Linked DNA regions of Rattus norvegicus: region 1 is linked to region 2. The links are chromatin contacts, called in public Hi-C maps. All regions are on one chromosome and are shown on one strand. Each heading gives the region's core, a stretch centred on a gene start, on an enhancer-like site or on the middle of the called end of the contact. The rest is flanking DNA. Distances are from core to core; before and after follow the strand shown.

What was found. A called contact is a pair of places that touch in the nucleus more often than the background predicts.
Region 1: a Hi-C map of Schwann cells shows a contact between it and region 2, with 5 times the contacts expected there. The contact joins two enhancer-like sites. A contact is called at or near these places in 1 of 12 Hi-C or Micro-C datasets (Schwann cells) and 1 of 1 datasets of contacts at active chromatin or transcription factors (oligodendrocytes).

What each region holds. Positions count from the first base shown.
Region 1 is chr2:10,470,047-10,475,513 of GRCr8, reverse strand. No RefSeq gene overlaps it. Among named protein-coding and RNA genes, the nearest start is that of Nr2f1, 690 kb to the right of the region's middle. Within about 2 kb of position 3,908, at least 2 of the 93 cell types and tissues checked have an H3K27ac peak or open chromatin away from gene starts, as enhancers often do. A contact at or near this core is called in Schwann cells, where this site is marked.
Region 2 is chr2:9,787,846-9,793,483 of GRCr8, reverse strand. No RefSeq gene overlaps it. Among named protein-coding and RNA genes, the nearest start is that of Nr2f1, 4.7 kb to the right of the region's middle. Within about 2 kb of position 2,438, at least 50 of the 93 cell types and tissues checked have an H3K27ac peak or open chromatin away from gene starts, as enhancers often do. A contact at or near this core is called in Schwann cells, where this site is marked.

The DNA of each region.
Region 1 (5,467 bases), core at 2,659-5,158, 680 kb before region 2:
GAAAATAATAACACGTGAGGAAGGATACAGAAATTACTCCTATGAAATCATAAAAATATGTCTTCTTTCACTCTAACTAAATTGAAGAGTGTTTTTTTCATATTTAAGAGTAAGATGCTGTCAGCTCCTCCCTTCAAGAAACTGGGTTCTTTCAGTCTTTTCTATACACAGAAACTTCCGTACCAACCTAATTTCTATTTTCACCATGAAATATTGTTAAGTGATTTAAAGTCTCACATACTACATTAAAATTTTAAATGAAATTAATTTATTTAATTAAAAAATATTCCAACAGAGATGTGATAATTGTTGAAGGTGTTGGAATTTGTGTCTTATTGATTTTATTGATCTTATCTATTAAAATATTGTATTCTTCCCCCATGCAATGTTGAATTACAACAAGACAACCAGGTAAGATATTGAGCCTGAGTAAACCATTTTATTAAACTCTCCAAAGTCCATTGAAGATTATCAGAAGCTAGTCTCTGTTGTAGGAGATTACTAGCTAAATTATTGGAGATGGCAGTCACCCTTCTTCTCTTTCAAAGGCAATAGAAACTAAAATAAAGAGACTGATGCCAAGAGCATTGAAGAAGCAGGAGATTTAGATTGAGATAATTAAAATCAAGTGGTCTAGAAGAAACACAGAGATTAAAGCATTTTCCAGGAGAATTTTAGTGAACAGTTACTATGTAGATTGTACTCAATAAAGCATTATTCATATGTCAAGGAATTAATGCCTAACTTGATATTTGAACTAAACCAGTTGTGGACTACTAATAGATCATCAGTCTCTCATTAATTTTCTATAGAAAGATATTAACAGAGTAGTGATTGTGCCACATGGAACAGCCACAAAGAAGAGACTTTGATAAACACCAGTTTGTAGTTTCATTCTATCCTGAACTCCAGGCTTTAGAATTTCAACTGAAGTTATCATTACAAGTTAACTGGTTCACAACAATGATTTACACAGTGTTTGGGTTTGAATGACTTTTAAAATGTGGCTGGTGAGATACTATAATAGGAACAATATACACTGACTTTAGGATTTATTTAACATAGCTTTGTACACTGAAACACACACATACACACACACACACACACACACACACACACACACACACACGACAGAGTTTTAAGTTTGATGTTAAGGAAATAAGAACTTCAGTCTATATAGCATTAAGTGATTCATTCTATTTTAACTCTACACAGAGATTCTTCTCATAACTTATTCCTATTGATGGTTAAAATATGACCACATGGCATATAGTTGGTCAGTTTCATATTCCAACTTGCTCTATGTTGACCTGTCTTATAATGCTATCCTCTGATTTCACACAAACAAAACAAACAAAAAACCAAACTAGAACCGAAGCCTTGAAGGGCAGTGCAAATGTGTGAGGGCTTAGCAAAAGTAGGGAAGGATAGCTGCAGTATCAATCAGAGGTACCAATGTACAATAGCAGTCAATTGGCAGTCGGCTGAAAGTCTAGAAAGTAAAGAGTGACAAAAGTTAAGCAAAAGACAGCTAGAACCATAGAGCTATAGACAGGGCCACTATGAGAAGACACAAGTGTGAATTCTAACTACATGTCATCACTGGCTCTGCCAAATAAGACACTTAACTGTGGGACAAGCTCTGCTTTTCAATCCTTATTCCTAGGCACATACTCCAGACCGCCTAAGTCAGAACCACAGGATCTTTTGATGTTGGAACATAGGCAGCAGGACTTCCAAATGCTGGTGAGGTGGTTTTAACATGAAGTCAACTGCTAGTAGCAAGGCACATGAATGTAGATTATCCTTTACATAAGTAATTAAAAAGCAATAATGAAAATCAAAAGTCTTTCTGTGACTGTTTGAATTCAATCCTTAGTATCTATAAGTTTTTGCTTCTTCTCTCTTAGCTTAGTTATTACCTGAACCCTAAGCGGTTTACTCTTCTTAAGGCATGCTCTTCGTAACATGTCCAATTGCCTGTTATCTGCATTCAGATCCTTGCTCTTTCATTTTTACTCACTCTTCTAAAGCTGATATAAACCTAAGGTATAGCGTTGGAAGTATGAAGGGATGAAAAAGACTAGCGGGCAGGGAGAGAAACAGGAAAAGAGGCCAAGGGATCAATACAGTTCAAGTAGCTGGTATACTTGAATGATAATTCTAAGAAACCTGTTACCTGTTAGAAGAATGTAAGCTAATAAATTAAAAATAATAGTATATGAAATCAAGTCTTCTGATATAAAGAAACTATCCAAATTGAATTTTGCCTAGAAAATGTCTCATGAACAAATATGTCATGCCTGCAATGTAACTTTTTTCATTCATTTATGCTGACACTATCCAGTCTGTATAGGATCTTTAAATGGCTATAGATGAACTCTATAACAAAATTAAAATGAGTGAGATGTAAATGTCATGAACTGTATTCATAACTTCTAAATAAGAGAAAATAAGGAAACATCAAAAACTAGCAACTGTGGAGCCAGAAACTAAAGAAAATTATCTATCTTTCCTTAAACAGGAGATACTAGCGATTAATTGTATATTGGATGACATTTGATGTCAATTTGTCATGAACCACAGGAATCCCACTTTCTTTTTATAACTCTTGATTTTTGTCTTTAATGAATTGTTTCCAATTTCTTATGTGTCTTTTAAATTAAGTACTAGTGCACTAGATGCTTCATCATCCTCTATATCATATAAAATTCTAGCATCATGTGCATTTCTTCCCAGAGTAAATGCACTTTCATTTCAAGTCATTCATATATAGTGCATTTCATCTTTGCCTACCATTATGCTAGTTATTTAAACCTCACTTGTTAGGCTAAACAGTGGTCATAATCCTGGTTGTTAATCACTCTATGACTTTTCAAGGTCATCTTGAATTAAAAGTAGATCTTCCAGTATTCTTGTTATCTTTCTCAACTTAGAGATCCTCCATGAAACTTTATGAGCATGTTCTATATTTTATCATCCAAGTCACTGACTGATAAAATGTTAAATATCACCACCCTAGACAGACCCCTGTAGGACAGCATCTGATTTGTCCTTTAGGTTTTCTGTGAAACATTAATAACTTCTCACTGAATATAATCCTTGAACCAGTCTGCACTCAAGTAAAAGCCAGAGCTGCATTTCTCTAGATTGATAGTGCTATTTTAAATCTTTGTGCTACAATGCAGGGTCAGAAATTCTGTATTCCCTTAACCTCTTAACAAAGATAGATTTTAATTTTATCAGCTTAAATCTCACTGGTCAACATGTGCCAAACAATAACCCAGGATAATTTAACACTGTTCATAAATGTGATATTTTTTAAAAGCCATAAAAAAGAACTCCCCATTAATAACTCTGCCTATAAAGGTTCATCACACATGACTATTCTCACCTCTTTGAACTTAGTGACAACTTGAGTCAATGCTCTCCTTTTTCCCTTTGTTGCAGCTGCTCCAAGGTTGGAAAAGACTGTTGTTGGAAAAAACTGTTGTTCGGGCTCCAAGAAGTCCAGACAAGGTCTCCAGAGACTCTATTTTTCCTCCGGATCCTTTTACTGACATTAATGATGAAGCAGCTTTGTCTGTGCCTCTGACTTGGTTAGCAATGCCTTGGTGACAGGACAGCTCCAGATGCACTGGATCAGCAGCTGATGCCATCATGTGAATGTCTAACACTTACTTTAGGTAGGTGACACTTCTTAATATTCAGTCCTGTTTTCACAACGTTGACTTGTCCCATCATGCAGTGTGCTTTTTGTTGTTATTATTGGGATTGTTAATATTTTCACTTGTGAGTTCTCTAAAGAGCACTTTAAAAAATAACTATTTGTAACCTTTAATGCCAGGAGGGCCGTATAGTATGCCAGAAGAATATGTACCACAGAGTTCTTGTTTAGAAATGGTAATTAATTTTACAGTCAACAGTAGTGTGACACACTGTCTCTGACTAGACGTCCACTGTGGCTTCCTGCCAGTCGTTTGGAAGAATATTAATTGACGTCCAGCACTCAGCAGCCTCTTTCATGGGTTTTTGAATGAAACTACATGCTTCAAATTAAACAAATACATTCCACACTTGCATATTCAGCATCAGGTTCTGAATCTTGAAAGCACCAAAAATCCAACTAGCTTCTATCTTTATTTTCTTCCTCCCCATTTCTTCTTTGTTCTCTTGGGCTCCTGAGTCTTACAAAGCTCTTATTATTTGCCTCCCATTATTTTTTTTAACCTCACTGCTTCTCTTACAAATTTTACAAACTGCTTGTGGAACCGTTGCAGGCACACACTCTAGTCCAAAAAATTTTACTTCTAGGTTAGCACATTTTCTGTTTGCAAGGTTTGTAGAGTAACAGTATTTTAGAATTTTGATACTAATATGGATGATGGCTTACTAATTCTCTAAGAGTGCCAAATTAAGTAGAGCGTCCAGAATATGAGTGTGTGTGTGTGTGTGTGTGTGTGTGTGTGTGTGTGTGTGTGTGTGTTTTAAGAATAAAATTCAAAATGATCTTGGCAGACTAGAAAATAAAACACACATAATAAATGGGTTTGAGTTAACAGAGGAGAGCGCCCTATCACTCACACAGACAAGAATTTAAAAAAGATAAAACCACAAATGGAAGATAACAAGCAATGGCTAGCTCCCAAGTGTGACAGGCAGAGAGAAAGCCTCTGTATGGCCAAGAATTGGTCAAATGCTTATGAAGAAGCCAGAGTAACAATGTTTAGAAATTAAAATATTACATCTGATGTAAAAATTGTTAGTTAAAAAATAAAAAGTTTCAGCTTGTATGATAAGGGAGCAGAAAGTCAGAGAGAGATGCATTTAAAATAACGTAAATTTATTACACAGGAATACAACTGACATCCTACAAAACACCAGGCAGCGAAGGTTTTGTGTCCACTCCTGTTTTAAACCAAATATATGTGTCATCTGAAAATATGCATAGCTCGAGTTAGAAAAAATTCTTATGGTACCCCATTATACTATACACACAACAAATATAATTAGAGATCTGGTGATGAGTATATGCATTTCTGTCCTTCTTTAACATCTTATAGCAACCTTGTATTCAAAAGGCAAATTCTGAAACAGGTCTGGCACCCATTAATTACAGACCATCTTCTCTCCCAAGGCACAAGTTGATCAAACTTGAGGTCAAAGATAAAGACAAACTCCCAAGAGTCAGAGATAGCTAGTGTCTGTGACATGATTCAGGCCAGGTCTCTTCTCAGTTACAAGCTCTTTATACTACAGAAAAAGATGGCCTATTTTGAAGCATTCTTGTTTGTCACAGATTCGCCCCCCCCCCCATTTTTTCTTTAATGTCTTTTAACTCTCTTTTCTTGTGTTCTTTCACTTATTTCCCAAAGGCCATTTGTTATGTAACAGACGCATATTGTTCCTGTTTATAAATATTCTACAGTAACTGAATAAAATATGGAGAAATATGGGATGAGTTCCA
Region 2 (5,638 bases), core at 1,189-3,688:
GATGGGCTAATCCTGTAGTAAAAGAAATAGGGGCTCTGACAGGTAAGTATTAAGGGAAATGATTATATAGTGCAGTTGATTGTATTGTCAGGATAGTCTAACAACCTTCAAACTCATTTCAAAACTCTAACTTTCCATCTAAATCAGCCCATTTTCTCTGGAAAGAATAGCTATGTGGTTACTCTTCAGTCAAGTCAGGCATTTAAAAATAAAAGAATGTGTACATAAAAGGCCACCCTTCGTTCTTTTTTTTTTTTTTTTTTTTTTTTTTTTACAAATGATCTTACATAGTCAAGACTTGGTTTTTATAAAAGGTAAATATTTGCCTCTGGCTTCATAGATGTACTGTCACTTTTCCTCTCAGTTTGCATCTAAAGGTCAGCTCTCGCCTTGTTCTTTCTGCTACACACCCCCTACCCCCCACCCCAGGTTGCTAATTCTGGACCCTCTAACTTGAAGCCCAGGAACAACAGAGGTGACTCTTTTGTTTTTTCCAAAATACATTTTATAAATGTCTTGGTTTGAAATAGACAACTAAAACACTAAGGTGAAGTTCTTATCTCTGAGCTTGTTTTATACAGAAGTGAAAAGAAGAAAAGCCCAGACTATCAAAATAACAGTGGGTATGAAAGTCTGCTCATTGAACCCTATGGGCAGCTAGGGCTCCCTACTCAGGCCAACAGAAGCCAAAATCCTAGGCTGGCCTTTCCACCCTGGCTTGATAGTCATACTTTTCATAGCTGGGCAGTTATCATGCTAAGTTCAATCTTGGGGATGGGGGAGAGATTTAAGATCTAGCCTGAGGGTCTTTTTTTTTTAAATGTTAAAACTTTAGGTTGGCAATCCTGAACCTCTTCACTGTTTCTCTCCAAGATCTGTTCACTATCATGTTAAACACATCTTCTTTAACTGTATTCTCCCTGGCTTTAATCTCATGCCAAGGGAGACTAATTGTTTTGATACCTTTAAGACAAGTTCTCTGGGAAAAGTCTGTATCAAGATCAGAGGAACTGACCTTTCTCACAGAGTTTGCAAGCTTGTTCCTCACTTCACATGAGCTTAAGAAGGGAGTTATTTCTGTCCTGTGGTTTCTCTAAACAGAATAATACTGTTTGAATGACTTAAGGGTATGGAAGTGGTGTACCAGAGAATTTTCTATACATATGTGGCCATTAGTAGATCTCATTGGCTCTTGAGTTAGATTTATGAAATGTCTTTACAAAGCTATTTTTTTCCAGTGTGACTTCACAATAACCTAAAATGCATGATCTGGTGTCTTTCTGTAAAGCAAATTGGAAATGTGAAAGAGACCAAAGGATTAGTGAAGAAAAGGCGAGCCTTTTTCCTACCCAGTTAAAATTAAAGAGCTATGGAAATAGGGTAAAAAGATCATTTAGATTCAGACTCTGAGACTTGGAGCACCAGTTCCTACCATATGGGCGGCCACAGCCTACCCTCCCCTCAGATTCTCCCTTCTCCCGCCAGCTATTTACCAGATGCCTGACTGAAGGATCAAGTGTTGTGTGGCAAGCTTTTTAGAAAGGTGATTTACAGCCAACCATGATGCTAGAAGCTCATAAGGCAAATAGTAAATCCACAGCTTAATTCCTTTGCCCAAGCACAGGGCGCTTTCTTACTTGCACTGGACCCCCGTGTGTTGAACGGGTCTGTGGGAACTTGGAAAGTAGGAGAAAATTACAAAAAGAAGGCTATGGGTCTCAGGCCTTTCCCAGGTCTTCCCCCAAGGCTCTACCTAACCCTGGGGAAAGCAGAACCCCATCTGCCTTCTCTCCACCTGCACTGGCAAGACTAAGTCTGGTCCAGTAACCACTTCCAAACTCAATTTAACTTTCCCAGGCCTCTGGTTGGTGTGGAGCCAACAGAGTGGATAGGGAGAAGGAAGAAATCCGGAAAGGAGAACATAAGAGGAAAGGGTGCGAATTGCAACTGCTTTTTCTATTTCAGCAGCTGAGTGTGTGTGTAATTTCACAGTTTGAGAGCTCTGGTGCCCTTGAAAAAATCCTAGCGTTTTCTCTTTGGTGACCTATCCAACAACAGATATTAGGACAAGTTCAGCTGGTGTCAAACCACGACTTTAAGAAACAAAGGCTTCCCGAGACTTGAGCTGACCTCTGGACTCCTAGGGAAGCCATTTTGGTAGTGACAGTACTGTGAACGCATGTGAGTGTGCAATTGCTCTAAGGAGCACAGAATCCCAGGAAATAAGTCCTAAATAGACCGAGTCCCATAGGTGGGTAAGGCTCTCTTCAAAAAGTCTCTCCTTCATGCTACCCCCATCACAAGAGACTGGGGCACTTGCCTCAAAAGAGCACAACCAGTTGCCTTTCAGAAAGCCAGAGGCTTCCCCTGCTGCGGGCAGCACCAACAACGTCCCATCCCTGCTCCTAGAGCTAAGACGGAGAATTGCAATTTTTTCCAGAGAAGCCTGCAGCTTCGCCCAAGGCCTGGAGAGGCCGACTTCCTCCGCTCTGGGGGGTCAATCTAAGTCCCAGAGGCCTTTTTGCAAGTTTTGAAGCTTGGGGCGGGGTAGGAACGCTAGGAGAGGACACAGTGAAGATGGGTGGGCGCCATCTCTCCCGCTGAGTCTCGGCTGGCCCTGCAGCTTTGTTGCAGGACTTGACCCCCGACTAGCCCTTCTAGGCAGGGCTGTCTCATTCAAGAGCCCACCCAGCCCCCGGCGCGGTCCCCGATGTCCGTTCCCCACCCCCACCCACTCCTAGCGAGCCCGCCCTTCGCGCCCTCTGACGCAAACGTGCGCCCCTGCCCGGCGCAAGGGAGGTTGGGGGGATGAGGGGGGGCGTTAGCGCTCCTGTTGGTTCTAATTGAAGCTCTTCCTTTCACACAGACAACCTCGGTTCCCACTCCTGGGAGGGGACCCCCTCCCCGCCCCCAGACCGCCTAGCCTAGCGAGTGGAATCTGGCTCTACTACCTCGCAGCTCTCCGCGGCCACCGAGGGTTCTATGCTTGGAAGAACCGCTGATGTCCCTTTTAATCCGCTGACACTATCGCCCACATCAAACGGGCAGCCATCGATTGCCTGCCTTTACGCGCGGCGACCTCGGGCCGGGCGACTGAGCGCAGCTCACGAGGTCCTGTCTGCCGCGCGCCGCGCCTAGGCACAGGTGCTCAGTCCAGCGGGCTCCACCGCATCTCCCGCTCCGCCAGCTGCGGACTGGCCGCGCCGATGCTAAACTTGATACAATCTCGGGTCCCCTGCCCACGTAGTTTTCCCGCTCCCGGTGGGGGAAGTTAGTGACAGGGCCTGTTTTGGGTTTGGACTGATGGACTGGCAGGGATCCTCACCTCCAAGGAGGTGCTGCAGCAAGGATGGGCGATGGTCGGTCCGGACTAGGCCTGAACCAAAGTTTTCCGGGTTCCACCTGGGCGGCCTTGACTGAATTTCTAGGCTGCCGAGGCCGAGTAAGAATTGTCCTTCTGCCTGGCCACGTTATCGAAGGCTACAGACCCCAAGTTCCAAAGAAACGATTATCTTTGCGTTACTTGCCTGGTACGGCAGGGCTTGGCCGAGTCTCGCTTCTGATGCCCACCGTGTACAATCCAGAGTCCGAGAGAGACTAGGCGAGCAGACCCCGCACCCAGCAGGCCTCCGTTCCCGGACCCTTGCTTTTGGCTTCCTCTTCCCTCCCCCAGCTTCCCTTTCTTTGCTGCCTTCCGCTGCTCACTACTCCCTGTCTCTGATTGTTTGGGGAGTAAATTTTAGAATTTCTATATAAACAGCGCGCGCGCGCGCGCGCTCTCCCTCTTCCTTCCTTCCTTTCTGTCTTTCTTTTTAAAAAAAAAATATCGTTTTCACCTTTAAACGAACCGGAAGACTTGGTCACGAATATTAGAGTTGAGAGGCTAAGGCCAGGAGCCCCTGTCACCCCACGTCCCGCCTCTCCATCGTACAATGGGCCGCAGCAAGCAGAATGCAGTCTCCATTATTCCAAATGGAAGGGCTGTGGGGCATACATAAGAAAGTCTTTATTTTGCTCTTTAAAAAAAAATGATCATTGGCCACTAAGTGGTTAGTCCCAGAGACCAAGAAGCGCAAAGCCTGCTCCAAACACTCTGCGCTTTCTAAAGCTCTCACTGGTGAGATGTAAAGTGGGAACCAGTATTAAAAGCCAAACCCTACCTCTTTCGATACAGCTTGGACATTTACTTCTACCTTTACCTGGGGGCGCTCGGAACGCTTGAGCAGAGACAAACTTTTATGCTCTCCCTAGTCGAGGGCTGGCAAGAGGGATTCCCACTCCGGGTGGTGGCAGCTGCGGCTTTGTCACTCTGCGGCTCCGTGCCTGCCTGAGCCTGCCTAGGGGAGCGATCTTAAAACGAGGGGGTGCGAGTGTGGGATTGGAGAATATGTAACTAATAGAAGTATCGTTTTCCCTAGTATGATCTTTCAAGGAAAAAAAATCCATTGAAAGAATTTTCAAAGTGCTGTCTTCGTTTGCAGAAAAGGAACTGGCTGCCAGTGGGGAGGGGAGGAGGGACTTGGCTGCGTGCCGCCTGGGAGCGGCTCCCGTCCGCTAGGTGGCAGGCGGACCTAGCGATTCCGCAAGCCCTGCGGCGGGACCCGCTCCTCCTGCTTGCCCCTCCTTTTGCGACCAATCACCTTCGGGAATGAGGTCTCAGTCACACACTCTTCAACACACACACACACACACACACACACACACACACACACACACACACACACACACACACACCCCAACCAGTGAGAGACTCAATCCCTTCCTCCTCCTCTTCCCCCTCCTCTCTCTCCTCCCCCTCCTCCTCCTCCCCCTCCTCTTCTCACTTCTTGTCCCCCCCCCCTCCACCCCTCTCCCTCTTTCCTGTCTTCTCCATCGTTTGCTCTTTTCCTGTGACTGACTTGTCGGCACTAACAGCCGCTCCGCGACAATATGAGGAGTTACTAATGCTTTATTAATAATTATTGAAGCATTGTTTGAAGTTGGAGCATCCCAGGGATAAGAATGATGAAGAAGAAAAAACAGGATTGATTGGAAAGTTTATTTAAAATCATCTTTGGGATGAATAGGAGTCATCGATTCGGATCGAATTTGTGGTAGTAGCTGCAATTTCATGCGTGTGCTTTGTCGTAATTACACCTCCGAAACTATGATATACTTCAGATTTTTAAAGGAGGCTTTTCTTAATTATATAAAATGAGCGGGATCCAGACTAGATTCTACTGAATCTGAACTAAGATTCTAAACCAAGTATACTTCACAAATCATTAAAATGGTGGGGTTTCATCGTCATTTATTTTTTCTTAACGTTTTCAGTGACACTCCTTACGCTCGTGAAATCTAATTTTGAAAACTTTTCAGAGGATATACTGTAATTTCTTCTTTCTCCTTCTTGTTTTTTCCCATCGCTACGTGTTCTCTCCCTTCCCCCTCTTTTCTCTCTCTCTCTCTCTCTCTCTCTCTCTCTCTCTCTCTCTCTCTCTCTCTCTGTGTGTGTGTGTGTGTGTGTGTGTGTGTGTGTGTGTGTGTGTGTGTGACCATACACGACCCATACTAATCAGGTCTCAGAGTAAATAGCAGCGCAGGGCGATCTCAATGTAAATTACGCTTGTCAGAAGCACACCCCCCTCCCTCACTTTCT